Regions from separate parts of the Hordeum vulgare genome. Here region 2 is linked to region 1. Evidence: chromatin contacts called from public Hi-C data. All regions are on one chromosome and are shown on one strand. Each heading gives the region's core, a stretch centred on a gene start, on an enhancer-like site or on the middle of the called end of the contact. The rest is flanking DNA. Distances are from core to core; before and after follow the strand shown. Region 1 holds the start of LOC123425033 (bZIP transcription factor 60-like). Region 2 has its middle 72 kb from the start of LOC123429586.

Evidence for each region. A called contact is a pair of places that touch in the nucleus more often than the background predicts.
Region 2: a contact with region 1 is called in a Hi-C map of seedling, with 2.8 times the contacts expected there. The contact joins the enhancer-like site here to the promoter of LOC123425033 in region 1. A contact is called at or near these places in 1 of 6 Hi-C or Micro-C datasets (seedling) and 1 of 1 datasets of contacts at active chromatin or transcription factors (embryo).

What each region holds. Positions count from the first base shown.
Region 1 is chr2H:66,325,112-66,331,433 of MorexV3_pseudomolecules_assembly, reverse strand. It overlaps LOC123425033 (bZIP transcription factor 60-like), which reads left to right and starts at 2,417. Exons shown (of 2, transcript XM_045108705.1): 1 at 2,417-3,861; 2 at 5,195-5,740. The coding sequence starts at 2,553. The coding sequence ends at 5,622. LOC123425034 (ATP synthase mitochondrial F1 complex assembly factor 2) reads right to left here and starts at 2,186. Exons shown (of 4, transcript XM_045108706.1): 1 at 1,802-2,186; 2 at 282-456; 3 at 1-121. The coding sequence starts at 2,176.
Region 2 is chr2H:66,653,242-66,659,563 of MorexV3_pseudomolecules_assembly, reverse strand. No RefSeq gene overlaps it. Among protein-coding and RNA genes, the nearest start is that of LOC123429586, 72 kb to the right of the region's middle. Within about 2 kb of position 2,878, at least 3 of the 3 cell types and tissues checked have open chromatin away from gene starts, as enhancers often do. A contact at or near this core is called in seedling, where this site is marked.

The sequences.
Region 1 (6,322 bases), core at 1,168-3,667:
ACAGCCTTAGCTAGCCGCTCATCCTGCTTCCCTCCTAAAAAACTTGTGTACACAACAGGCTTGAACCCAAACTCAGTGTTGACCCAGTCCAGTATTGGGTCAATTTTCTCCTTCTGTTTTTCTGCACACAAAAATAAGGAAGCATGAAAATTGTATTGAGGAACAAATGACAGACAGCATCAGCAATTTAATTATATGGATCTAAGTAGCCTGAAACCAGTTCATTCATGTTGAAGCACAATAACTGCGCCAACTTATGACAACAAAATTTGGCAAATTACCATAGACTCCTTTGGTAAGTTCATCATCGGCAGGTGAGCGGCAAAATACCAAATCTTGATGGAATTTTTGCATCAAATTGGCAATTATTTTCGTCCGTGTCAACGGAACTCTCTCCAGTGCAGTACAAGCAAGCTTCATAAGAGGCATAGTAAAAGGCCTGATTCCATCTTGTTCCTATGACAATAAGGAACTTTCAGTACCAGCGCCCATTGATCAAGAAGCTAGGGAATGAAGTATAGGAATACATTTTATTTCTTTTTGCAAGAAGTTAATTCAGATATAATCCTGCATTCCTCTATGGTGGCAGATCCAGTAAAGGCAAGTTGTTTTAACTTGTAACAACGTTGACAACTTGTAAATTATAAGTCATACAGCGGGGAACATTTGAAAGCAGCAACTCAGCCATCCAAAAACATAAATTTGCACAACTAAGTGAGTACTCCCTCTGTCCCAAAATAACTGTCTCAAACTTAGTATAAATTTGTACTAGAGCTAATACAAAGTTGAGACACTTATTTTGGGACGGAGGGAGTACTATCTAGTATCCTTACGTTCAGCTACTGCAGCATATGAATACAATTTATTTATTTCGATGAGAGGGGCGACATGGCCCCCGTTTTCATTAAGTATTAATACAATTTATGGGTATGTATAAGATATGACACACTGAGAGTACATCAGCTATCGAGTCTTGCTTTAATTTTATTGTAGGTACTGACGGTGGTAGTGTTCATTTTCAAGCTCTCTTGCCTTTGTACAGATCAGAAGCGAAAATTCAACTCTAATACATGCCCTATAGTCCCCAGAAGGCAATGGACTGTGCATTCTGCATAAATGCAATGAACCTACACCAGCAGACTATAGCACAGCGACTGATATTGTGCGATTTCATCCACCATATTGGGTTTTGCTTTAGTTTCATTTTCAATCTATGTTGCCTCTCTAGAGATCAGAGGTGCAAATTCAACTCCAAAGCGCTATTCTACACATAAGGCAACGAACTACCTTTTATGCATAAACGGAACAGATCTATGCTGATGGACTGCAGTATGGGTATTGTTTATTCGTTTCCTTAAACTTATGGGCAAACAACAATTCAGGTCATTTAGAACTTCTCATGAAACGATAAAGGGCGAAGAAACGAGAATGTTAAAAGCAATTCAGTCGTGAGGTTCAAGTCATCTGTGCACTAACTAGTATGATGAAAACCTAGATCCAAAAGATTTGAAATGTAAAATAGAATGAAATGCTCACTAAATCCTCACATAATTCACTATTGCTCCGTGCCAGTTAAATCGGCGAGACCGGGGTCAAACTAACCGCTAACCATACCATTTCATTCGAGCCATTTTGCTAATTGCAACAGTACGCTGTGAGCAGAGATGAGGCATCCATACAAACCATAACACAGAACCCTACCCTAATGATCTCAAACTGAAGTACAGTATCACAGCCGAGATCAGCCAAACAACAGAACAATGAGGAGAGTAGAGGAGGAGAGGCAGTGGGGGTTAAGAACCTGGTACTCCCACTCGGCGGCGACGGCCATGGCGAGCTTGCGCGAGTGCAGCTTGAGCGGGCGCTTTGCGGGCGTCTTGAGGGTGCGGTAGTCGAGCATGACCGTCCACCCGTTGCCGTCGTCGGCGCGGCGCACGGTGGCGTCGCGGTAGAACCGCTTCCCCACCACGGACCCCGTCATGAACGACATGGGCATCGCCACCGAGGTCTCGTCCCGCGTCGCGGAGGAGGACGGCTTCCTCACGTAGATCGCCTCGCCCCCCGCCTCCTCCCCGCCCGGCCCCGGTGACGCCTCCGCCGCCGTCCCAAAAAGCCGCCGGCCGCCCGCGCATCGCCGCAGCAGGAGCAGGCGGCGGCCCGCCAGTGTCGTCGCCATTCCTCTGCCTGGTCGCCGCTTCACCTGGGCCTCTCTCTCCCAAATGTACTGAGTACAAAAGTATCACGAACCCAGCCCATGTCATGGTGTAAGCCCAACAGGCTACCTCCGGCCCAGTAAGGCCCATCGCGGAGGCCCGGAGAACGTTCCAGACGCATCTGACCTTGCCCTCACCGGTCACCGCCCCCACGCGGGCCCGGTTCGTCTCCACGGCGCCAAAGAGGCGACCAGCGACTCGGACCGAATCCCCCAACTTTAGTCCTGCCTTTCCATCCACCCCACATCGCAAACCCTGCACGCTACGGCGACCGGCGCCGCGTGAGATCTCGAACCCCGACAGACGGCGCATGCGCTCGCCGTGACCGGACCTCGCGCCATGGCCATCGCGGAGGCATCCCCCTTCGCGGACCTACCCTTCCCCGACGACCTGCCGGAGTTCCCGCACGGCCCCGGCGGGGTCGGGGACGACGCCTTCGGGCTGGATGGCTTCAACCTCGACGATCTGGACATAGACTTCGACTTCGACCTCGACCTCGACCTCCTCCCCACCGACGACGTGCAGCTCCCCTCGTCCCCGCCGCCGCTCGCCACGTCATCGTCCTCGGCCGGGTCGCCGGGCGGGGGCGGGGGCGGGGACTCCTCCTCCGGCTCCGGTGGCGGAGCGGACGGCGGCCTGAAGAACGACGAGTCCTCGGAGACGTCTTCGAGGAGCGCGAGCGCTGGGAGCGACGGCAAGGCTAGGGATGGAGTTGAGGGTGAGGACGTCAAGCGGCGTGCGCGGCTGGTGCGGAACCGGGAGAGCGCGCACCTGTCGCGGCAGAGGAAGAAGCAGTACGTGGAGGAGCTGGAGGGCAAGGTCAAGGCCATGCAGGCCACCATCGCCGACCTCTCCACCAGGATCTCCTGCGTCACCGCCGAGAACGCCGCTCTCAAGCAGCAACTGGCCGGTGCCGGTGGCGCAGGCGTCCCGCCGCCGTTGCCCATGTACCCGGGATTGTACCCTTTGCCGCCGCCATGGATGCACCCGGCTTATGCGATGGGAGCGCGCGGCTCCCAAGTGCCGCTCATGCCGATACCTCGGCTGAAAACCAAGCAGCCTGCGTCGGCTGCCGCAGAGCCACCGGCCAAGAAGTCTAGGAAGACCAAGAAGGTTGCCAGTGTCAGTCTTCTTGGGTTGCTGTTCCTGATGATGCTCTGTGGGTGTTTGGTTCCTGCGGTAAATCGGATGTATGGTGCAGTTGATTCTCGAGAAGGAATTGTGCTTGGTCCATCACAATCACGTCATGGGAGGGTTCTGGCTGTTGATGGGCCTCGAGATAGTGTCTCGGAAGGTGTTGATTCGGAGTTGCCACATAATTCAAGTCAGACGCTTCCGGTGTTGTTGTATATTCCGAGGAATGGGAAGCATGTGAAGATCAATGGAAATCTGGTTATCCAGTCTGTTGTTGCGAGTGAGAAAGCTTCTTCACGCATGTGTCACTCTGATGGGAAGAGTTCATGTAACCAAGGACAAGAAGACACTAGTCTGGCAATTCCTGGCCATGTGGCTCAGTTGAATTCTGGAGAAGTCATGGAATCTGCTAAAGCAATAAAAAATAAACTGATGGCTTTACCTGCTGGAGATGGAAGCATATACAGAGAGGATGATGAATTACTGCCACAATGGTTTAGTGAAGCAATGTCAGGTAAGGATGCTACAAGAAGTTACATACTGCTTTAGATTTGAGAAATGAATTCCTTATGTGCGTGTGCCACGTCGGTTTTATACTTGTTATCATACTGTGACCTTGATACGAATATAACAGTCACTAGCTGATGCAACTTCCTAATAGATAATGTTTGATGTTTGCAAGTTACTTAGCCGACATAAGGGTGTCAGTTTTCGGGAAATATTATCTAGTGGATGCCTCTGTTCGGATCAGTAGACAACTTGAAAATGGCTACCATGTGAAGTATGCACAGCAAGGCGATCATGGACTTATATAGTTATGCGTCACTTGAATACTTGATCAATGAACGCATTCCAAGAGCTTATGTTTGGTGTATTATTGCCTTGTGCAGTTGCAACAATTGCTAATGCAGCGTATTATACAACCTGTGCTCGTGCATGTATGCAGTATCAGTAATTCAGTATGCATGTTAACATAAATATTACTTGTGGAGTGATGCAGCATATAAAAATGTAGCATGTCCCTAAGAACTTCATTGCTCTTGAAATAATTTGACTAACCCAATGTAATATGCTTAGTTGAACATGATAGAGCATGTAATTGACCGTACCAGTAACATGTTTTTAGTTGTCCAAATTGTGTAGCATACATTTCTAAAAGTGTTAGCATTGAGGATATGTGATGTGCTACCTCAGTTGCAATTGTGCAGTTATATGCATGTATGTATTGAAATTTTTTAGAAAATTAAATTGTAGCTTGACATTAGGGATCTATTCCTGTAGGAAAAATAGGTGCTATCTCAGACACCTTTGTTCAATTGAATTCAATTAAACCTGTAATTGACTGCAGTTAGTTACTGCAACTGGTCTGTTCCCTCATTTGCTGATGGTTGTTGCTTATTAACATACAACATTGGTGGTTGTGGACTATTACGGCATTATAAATTTAACTCATCCCTAAGAACTTCATTGATGAAAGCTCTAGAGATAGTCTGACGAAATCCAGTGTAAAATGAATAAATGATATAGCTGGGTTTGATAGAGCATGTAATTGATTGTACCAATAGCATGCTTTTTGTTAGTTTGCTTAAGTTCTGCCGGTTCTGGGTGTGTAGTTGTGACACCCGAATTGTGTGGCAATGTGATGTGCTACCTCAGTTGCCATTGTACAGCTATACATATATATGTGGAAAATTGAATTGTAGCTTGACGTTAGGGATCTGATCCTGTAGGAAGAAGTGTATGCTATCTCAGTTGCTTTTGAACAGTTGCATTCAATTTGTACACTGTTACTCCAAGTAGATTATTTCTTCACTTGCTGAAAGCTATTCCTTCCCATTGTTTTGCAGGTCCTATGTTGAGCTCCGGAATGTGCACCGAAGTGTTCCAGTTTGATATATCCCCGACCACCATTGTTCCTGTCTACTCCAGTGCTATGCCCAATACATCACATAACTCCACGGAGAACGTCCCCTCCAGTCAATCCCATAAGGTCAAGAACAGAAGGATTTTACATTCCATGGCCATTCCCCTAAAAGGTTCAACATCCAACCACACTGATCACCTCAAAGCGCACCCCAAGAACGAGAGCTTTGCTGGAAACAAGCCGGCCTCATCCGTGGTGGTCTCTGTCCTGGCCGACCCAAGAGTGGATGCCGATGGGAGGATCTCTTCGAAGTCATTGTCGCGTATATTTGTTGTAGTCCTTGTTGACAGTGTAAAGTATGTCACTTACTCATGCGTCCTGCCGTTCAAAACCCATAGCCCTCATCTTTGAGCTGAGTTTTCACCGGAGCGGTGTGTGTTTAGGTTATGCCGATTAACAGGACTGGAATTGTTCACAAAGGAATTGATGTTTTGTGTATGTGAATAGAGTTGCAGTTAATTAACTCAAATAATCAGTTAACTGTTTATTATTACCATATATGGGCCTTTATATGTTTTTCTATCTCTGTCGCAGTTTCATTTTCCAAACTTGGCTAAGGTGATCAAAATCGATGCCCTAGTCTTCTGTGATCTTGTCACAATATTGCAAGATACTGATGCGAGTAGGGTATGGTCTTGTAAAGATTTGTAGAATTAGAAGAACTTTCTCAAGAAGATAAAAACGAGCAAATGGGTGATGAGTGTAAACTCGATGGGACAAAGATTTGTAGAATTAGAAGAACTTTCTCGAGAAGATAAAAAGGAGCAAATGGGTGATGGGTGTAAACTTGATGGGACAAAGATTTGTAGAATTAGAAGAACTTCCTCGAGAAGATAAAAAGAAGCAAATGGGTGATGAGTGTAAACTCGATGGGACAAAGTTTTGTAGAATTAGAAGAACTTTCTCGAAAAGATAAAAAGGAGCAAATGGATGATGAGTGTAAACTCGATGGGACAAATATTTGTACAATTAGAAGAATTTTTTCTAGAAGATAAAAAGGAGCAAATGGGTGATGAGTGTAAACTTGATGGGACAAAGATTTGTAGAATTA
Region 2 (6,322 bases), core at 1,629-4,128, 330 kb before region 1:
CCTCAATCCCGGTTGCTCTTAGCAACCGGGACTAAAGGTCCTCGCCCCCCGACGCACGCTACTAACTACGTAGAAAGGAATTAGTCCCGGGTTATGACAAAGTGGGACAAAAGGAAGGGTGGCTTTAATCCCAAGTTATTAGTCCCGATAGATGATCCGGAACTAAAGCCCCTTACCAACCGGGACTATAGCTCAGTTTTCTACTAGTGAACCAAGCTAACACAATGCATAACCTAGTTAATACCAACTCGCATATAGTCCATCTAGCCCCGGTTCCTTGAGATCCTTAATACTATTAATGACTAATTTTCACATCCTTCGAGGAGCAACGAGATAACAACATATAATTCATATCAGTGGTGACATGTGTGGGCACCTTAGCTATCTTCTAATTCCAAAAGTTATCCAACAAGCTTGGCCAATTCTTTTTTCATAATTTATGTCGCATCACGCATAGGTTCTTGCATAACTTCCTCAAGGTCCTTTTAGGCGTTTCCTTTATCTCTCTAACTTACCGATCAATCATGTGCTCTCCAAACGTCATTTGGCGTTTCAAGCGATGGTTTAAGTTCCATTCGCAAAACAGCGCACGCTAGTCGTACATAATGGGCAGGCTTATATAGAGAGTCACTGCTTTGTTTTTAGGAATGCTTCCCAAGCGTTTTGTGAATCCTATAGAAGTTTCTAGTCGGTTTCAAGAGCTTCTAGAAGCATGTGATTTTTTCTGTTTGTTTTTCATTTTTTTCTTTTTCTTTTTTTCTTTTTCTTTTTTTTCTTGTTTTTGTTTTTTTGTTTCATGAATTGTTTTTTCCCAACTGCATTAAATTTTATCAAACCAACAAAATATTTCCATTCTTGAATTTTTAAATTTGTAAAATTTATAAAATATATGAAGTTTTGAAAATTTGAGGAACTTTTTAAAATTCGCAATCTTTTTGTGAATTCATGAAAAATTTTTGAGTTTGCAAAAGAATGAGTTGGTGAACTTCTTCACACTCGGGAAGCTGTTTACAAGACCCGTGAACTTTTCACAAATCCATGTTTTTTTAAATGCATGATTATATTTAAATCCACATTTTTATTCAAATTAACAAACTTTCTCAAATTCCTAAAAATAGACGAACTTTTTGCAAGCCCGTGATATTTCTTTTCAAATAAATTATTTTGTTCCCAAAAATTGAACTTATTCATATTTTGTAAAAAATTTGCAAATTTTTGAAAAAAAAAATCAAATCCCGATGTTTCCTATTTGTGTTTTATTATTATGAATAAGATCTATTTTTTACGAAAGTCAAATGGTCAATGGTTGATTAGTCAACCACTGGCCCGTTAAACGGTTGAAAGTTCACCCATTGATGGAGCGAAGCAACCTGAATCCCTATTTGATGCCCTCTGCACCACTCATAGAATTAATTGCAAATGGCGCACACCCCTCATACTGCAATGGATCGGCAAATGTAACGCTATACGTTAATCTTTACATGAACGGCCTTTCACACCAACTGATTTTGGGAAGGTTCTAAAAGCTTCCATTCGGTTTGTGTGATTTCCAGATATTTGTTTAAATATGTTTATATTTTAAAATTAATAATAATTTTCCTACTCATGATTTGTTTTTCAAATTCATGAATAACTTTCAAAATTATAACTTTTTTCAACTTGCAAACTTTTTTCCATCCCAACATTTGTTATAAAATTCTCATATTTTTTTAATTTGCAATTTTTCTTCAAAGCAATGAACATGTTGAAAATTCACCAACATTTTCAAACTTCATGAAACTTTTTAAAATTCACTATCTTTTTCTAAAAACCGCGAGTTTTCTTATGTCCCGTTTATTTAGAAAAAGGTGAACATTTCCAATTTAAAGTTTCTTAGATGTTTTTTATTCTAGAAAAATCAATGGGTAGTTGATCAACAGGTTTACCATACTTCCCCGAGTGAGCAAGCAAGTCAAGCGACCGGTAGTAAGCGAGCTAGTGATTCATGCTGATGGGTCGGTCCAAAAGCAACGATGTGCGAGTTCTAGTTCGTTTCCACGACACGGAGGAAGCTGAATAGGGTTCCCCAAAAGGGAGCAACCTGAGCAACATGTCCCCGTCGCCTTTTTGTTTGGCTAGGCTAGGGTGTTATGTGTGAGCTCCCCATCTGATGGGTGTTTCTATCCTGCTGTGAAGCTTTTCCTCTTGCATTGGACTTTTCTCTAGACTGAATCGTCATTGCGTGCAATTGCAAATCAGGTGTATGTGGGGCCAAATTTTATGTTTTGACCCTTTTAAAAAAGTTTCTTGAGATCTAACCCCGATTCGGAAAAAAAATCTAATCCTTTTTCTACTGCGAGGGGGCTCGACGGTAGGGTTGTGTAGCCTACCTTCAGTGCCTCCGATGGTAGGCTAACGACAATAGCCGTTTACTTAACGGTCCTGGTGCTGACGTGGCACTAACCTATCGCCATGACCTGCGATGGTACAGTGTTGTAACCTACCGCCATGAGTTACGGTGGTAGGTCTGTGCATTCACAGTTCTGCGCACTGACCCCTCTGGAATCACATAAGTTCTCGGTACGGTTGCGCATCCTACCGTCACGACCTGCGGCGGTAGGCTGTGATATCCTACCGTCACGGCCGTGAGCGGTAGGGTGTGGTCATAGTGCATTTTTTACACAATACTTGTTTTTTGTCATCAACTTTTTTGCCACAACAATATTATGGACTAAAAATACATCTTCTATATCTAAATAGGAACACCCCACTAGATAATTTTCCTGCCTTCTCAGGAGGCCACATCACTCCAATTGTTACAACCATTGATGCCGTACAGATCAAGAGTCTGGAGCCGTTGATCAAAGTTCAAAGAAATTACTAAGAGCTGCCACCGCTTAGTGGAACATACCGATTCGTTCTTTCCAGTCGCCCCGCTTGCTACCTGCCTCTGAGTTGGGCTGTGCAAGTATGCTTCGATTCAGTCCAAAAAAATACGCTTCAATTTCTGACTTGGGCTGGTGCACCCAGGTTGTGGGCTAGATAGTTGACTCCTTTTTCCTTCATGTGTGGCCTCCATATTGGTACATCTACTATATATGTCAGAAAAGCCCACTTAGGGCATCTTCAATGGTTGTAAGATAATTGTTGGTAATTTTGACAGATAGGATTTTTTATGATGTGTCATGTCATAAATAAAGAAAGAGAACAAGGTTGTATGTAAATTAACCAACACCCTTGCACAAGCTCCAATATAGAATGAGAGAGCACCTTATTTATTACCTTACATCTTATTAGGCAAACTAGATACAATCCATTGGAGTAGTTGTATGTTAAGGTGTTGGCTGATGACATGACATATTTTACCAACAAGCTAACCAACAAACTGTTGGAGATGCCCTTAGCGCCATTGTTTTCTGCAAAGGAAAATCTGATCTCCAGGTGGCGCCACATTCTGTCGTCTCCCCAATTACTCCCCCATTCCCAGTGCGTCGATTGATTTTGCACGGTCTTCTTCATCTTCTCCACATAGCAAACTCATTAATAACGGATGGACCTGTTAATCCTCGATCCAGGTTTATCCTTCGAAAATCAGTTTGTTGGACGCCTGGACTCACGAATATGGACTCGCAACCGACACCCATGAAAGCATCACCATGCCCTTACCACCACCGTTTTGGATAGGGTGCACTAGTGGGGACGGGGCCTTTACCCCCAGTCTGTAAGGGGCTTTAGTCCCGGTTCACCAACCGGGACTAAAGGGGCGGGACTAAAGGCCTAACCTTTAGTCCCGGTCCTGTTCCAAGCCCGGACTAAAGGTGCTCCACGTGGGCGCCTCGTAGCGCCCCAGGGGCAGGCCCTTTAGTCCCGGTTGGTTACACGGACCGAGACTAAAGAGTTTTAGATTTTATTTATTTTTGGGTTTTTTTTGAATGAAATTATTTTTGGGTTTTAGGGTTTTAGGGTTTAGGTGTTCGGGAGATTAACGTGATGCCTGGTTTGGTGTTCGGGAATTAGTTTTCATATAATTTAAATAGAAATAATTATGCATATATATAATATTAACTTATCTTACAAGCGAGCATATATATACAATTATATGGAGATCTGAATTATCGGGACTAGAGCCCGTCTATTCGATTACATGGACGAACATCAGTAATGGCCCCTAGCTACACTAAATCGTCCTTTGTCATCTATAGCTTCCGTCCTCAGAAAGGTCGCAAGCTCCTCTGCAACAGCAATCACGCGTTGCTCTGGTAGGACCTTCGTCCTCATGGCCGTGTACTATATAAGAAGAGGAGATGAATATGAATATCAATCATGATAACAAAGAATGACGGGTAAAAATAGAGGTGCGAATGTTCATTGCTTACGTCGAATCTGTGATCCTTGTGCTCAGAGGTAAACGTGCGAATGGTCTCACAAACATAGTATCCGCATAGATGCGTTCCCCGTGGCTGCTGGTCGCACTTTACGAGAATAGAATATATATAATCAAAATAATAATCTAGCATCATAAATGTATTGAAAATAGAAGTATATCATACTACTACTTACCTGAGCCGCTCTAAAGGTCAGCTTCTCAGGCTCGATACCGGGAGTCACGCACTTGAACCGCTTCCAAACCCTGCCCGACAAGGATAATGATTTGCTAAGTTTTTCATTAATTGATATATCAGAAAATCATCGAAAGAGACCAATAGAGCTTAAGAATGATTGAAATTACCATTGGAGCATGTCTTGCAGGCTTTGGAACTGTTCCAAGGGTATCGATAATGGGTCGAAGGCATCAACTCTTCCCTTATCAATTTGAATGTCCAACAGAATCCAATGGAAGCTGCATATATATGTGTGTGTGTGTCAGTAACTTATCAATTACACTTATAAGTGAATGGACACAACAGAGTAAAGACCCTCACCTGAAGTTGTATGGAAACAGTATGTGGTCACAGAAATTTTGATCTGTTAGAAACCATAGAAGGTTTTCCTCCGTCTCCTTGGGTTTATCAGTTAGCGTCGCTATATGTATTTTATCTGGGTCAATAAACCCAATATTTAGGATGTTCCTACTTTTACAATCCAGAATCTTCATTCTGCATAATAGAGTACAAGTTATATATAGACAATGAATTGAAATAACTAAACAAGTTATATGTAGACAACGAATTGAAAAACTTACAGACAATAGCAACTCATAAGCGATTTGTCGAGGGCGTCGCCATTGTACATCTGGAAGAGTTCATAAGAGTCGATATGGATTTCTTCGGGGCGGCCGTAGTACTCCCGTGGGACACTCACCACGATCATCGTTCTCCCATTCTTTGATTCACTTAAGTACTACGTATGCAAGTAACACATATTTGTTGGGAGATCATCTTTGCTGACCAAAGGCGCTCCCATGACAAACTATGGCTTAGGGGCTACCACAACCTTGGGTAACCTGTCGTCTTGGGAAGCCAGAATGTCTTCAACCAGGATACCCCATTCAGCCGCCCACTTCTTTGCTAATTCGAAATCTTGCCCCTGCACCGGAGGGGGGACATTCTCGGTTAACACCGTGAGGGGTGGGATCAACTGTTTGGCCTGTTGTCCAAGCTGAGGAATGTTTGATTTTTCTTGCTTGTAGTTGAACTTGATTTTCTCCCACTTGCACTTGCACGTGATCTGCTCTTTTTCACTTCCTTCTGCAATGTGCGTGTATAGTCATCAGGCTTATGGTGTAAGTCATACTGTGATGGAAGGGTCGTGAAGTATTTTGCAAATGCTATTTGCTTCTCGATGTATTCCGGGCGGGGCTCGGGTTCCTTCTTTTTCATCTGCGCATGAAGATGTTCCTTTGCTATCCTGGCGTTTTCCTCGGGGGTACGATCATAAGGTCTAGTAGGAAGATTAGCATGAGGTACCTTTGGGAGGGCGACCGTTTGTGCTTTGGGGGGCTCCGTCGCTTAGAAAACATCGGCGGAGCGTTCTTGCTGGCACGCTTCCGCTTAGTATCTGGAGCGGGCGGCGGCGGAGATGGACGACCCAAGTCCGGCGGCGGTGATCGAGATGGACTCGTGTTGTGCTGGCGGACGTCATGTGGAGGGCTTGGAGGTAATGGAGGTGTAGGTGACCTGCGACGACTCGGAGGCGGTGTTGTCCTTAGCCTGGAAGCTTGATGTAGTTCTTGTCCCATAGGATGACTCCACCCAGTACTTCTCCGAGTGTCCTCTCATCTTCGGGTCCAGCTATGTCGAGCTCCATATCATGAAACCCCGCCATGATTTCATCCACCCCGACTTTAGCAAAGCCAGTTGGAATCTCACGGCCATGCCAGCGTGCATCAGGGCCAGAAGGTAAA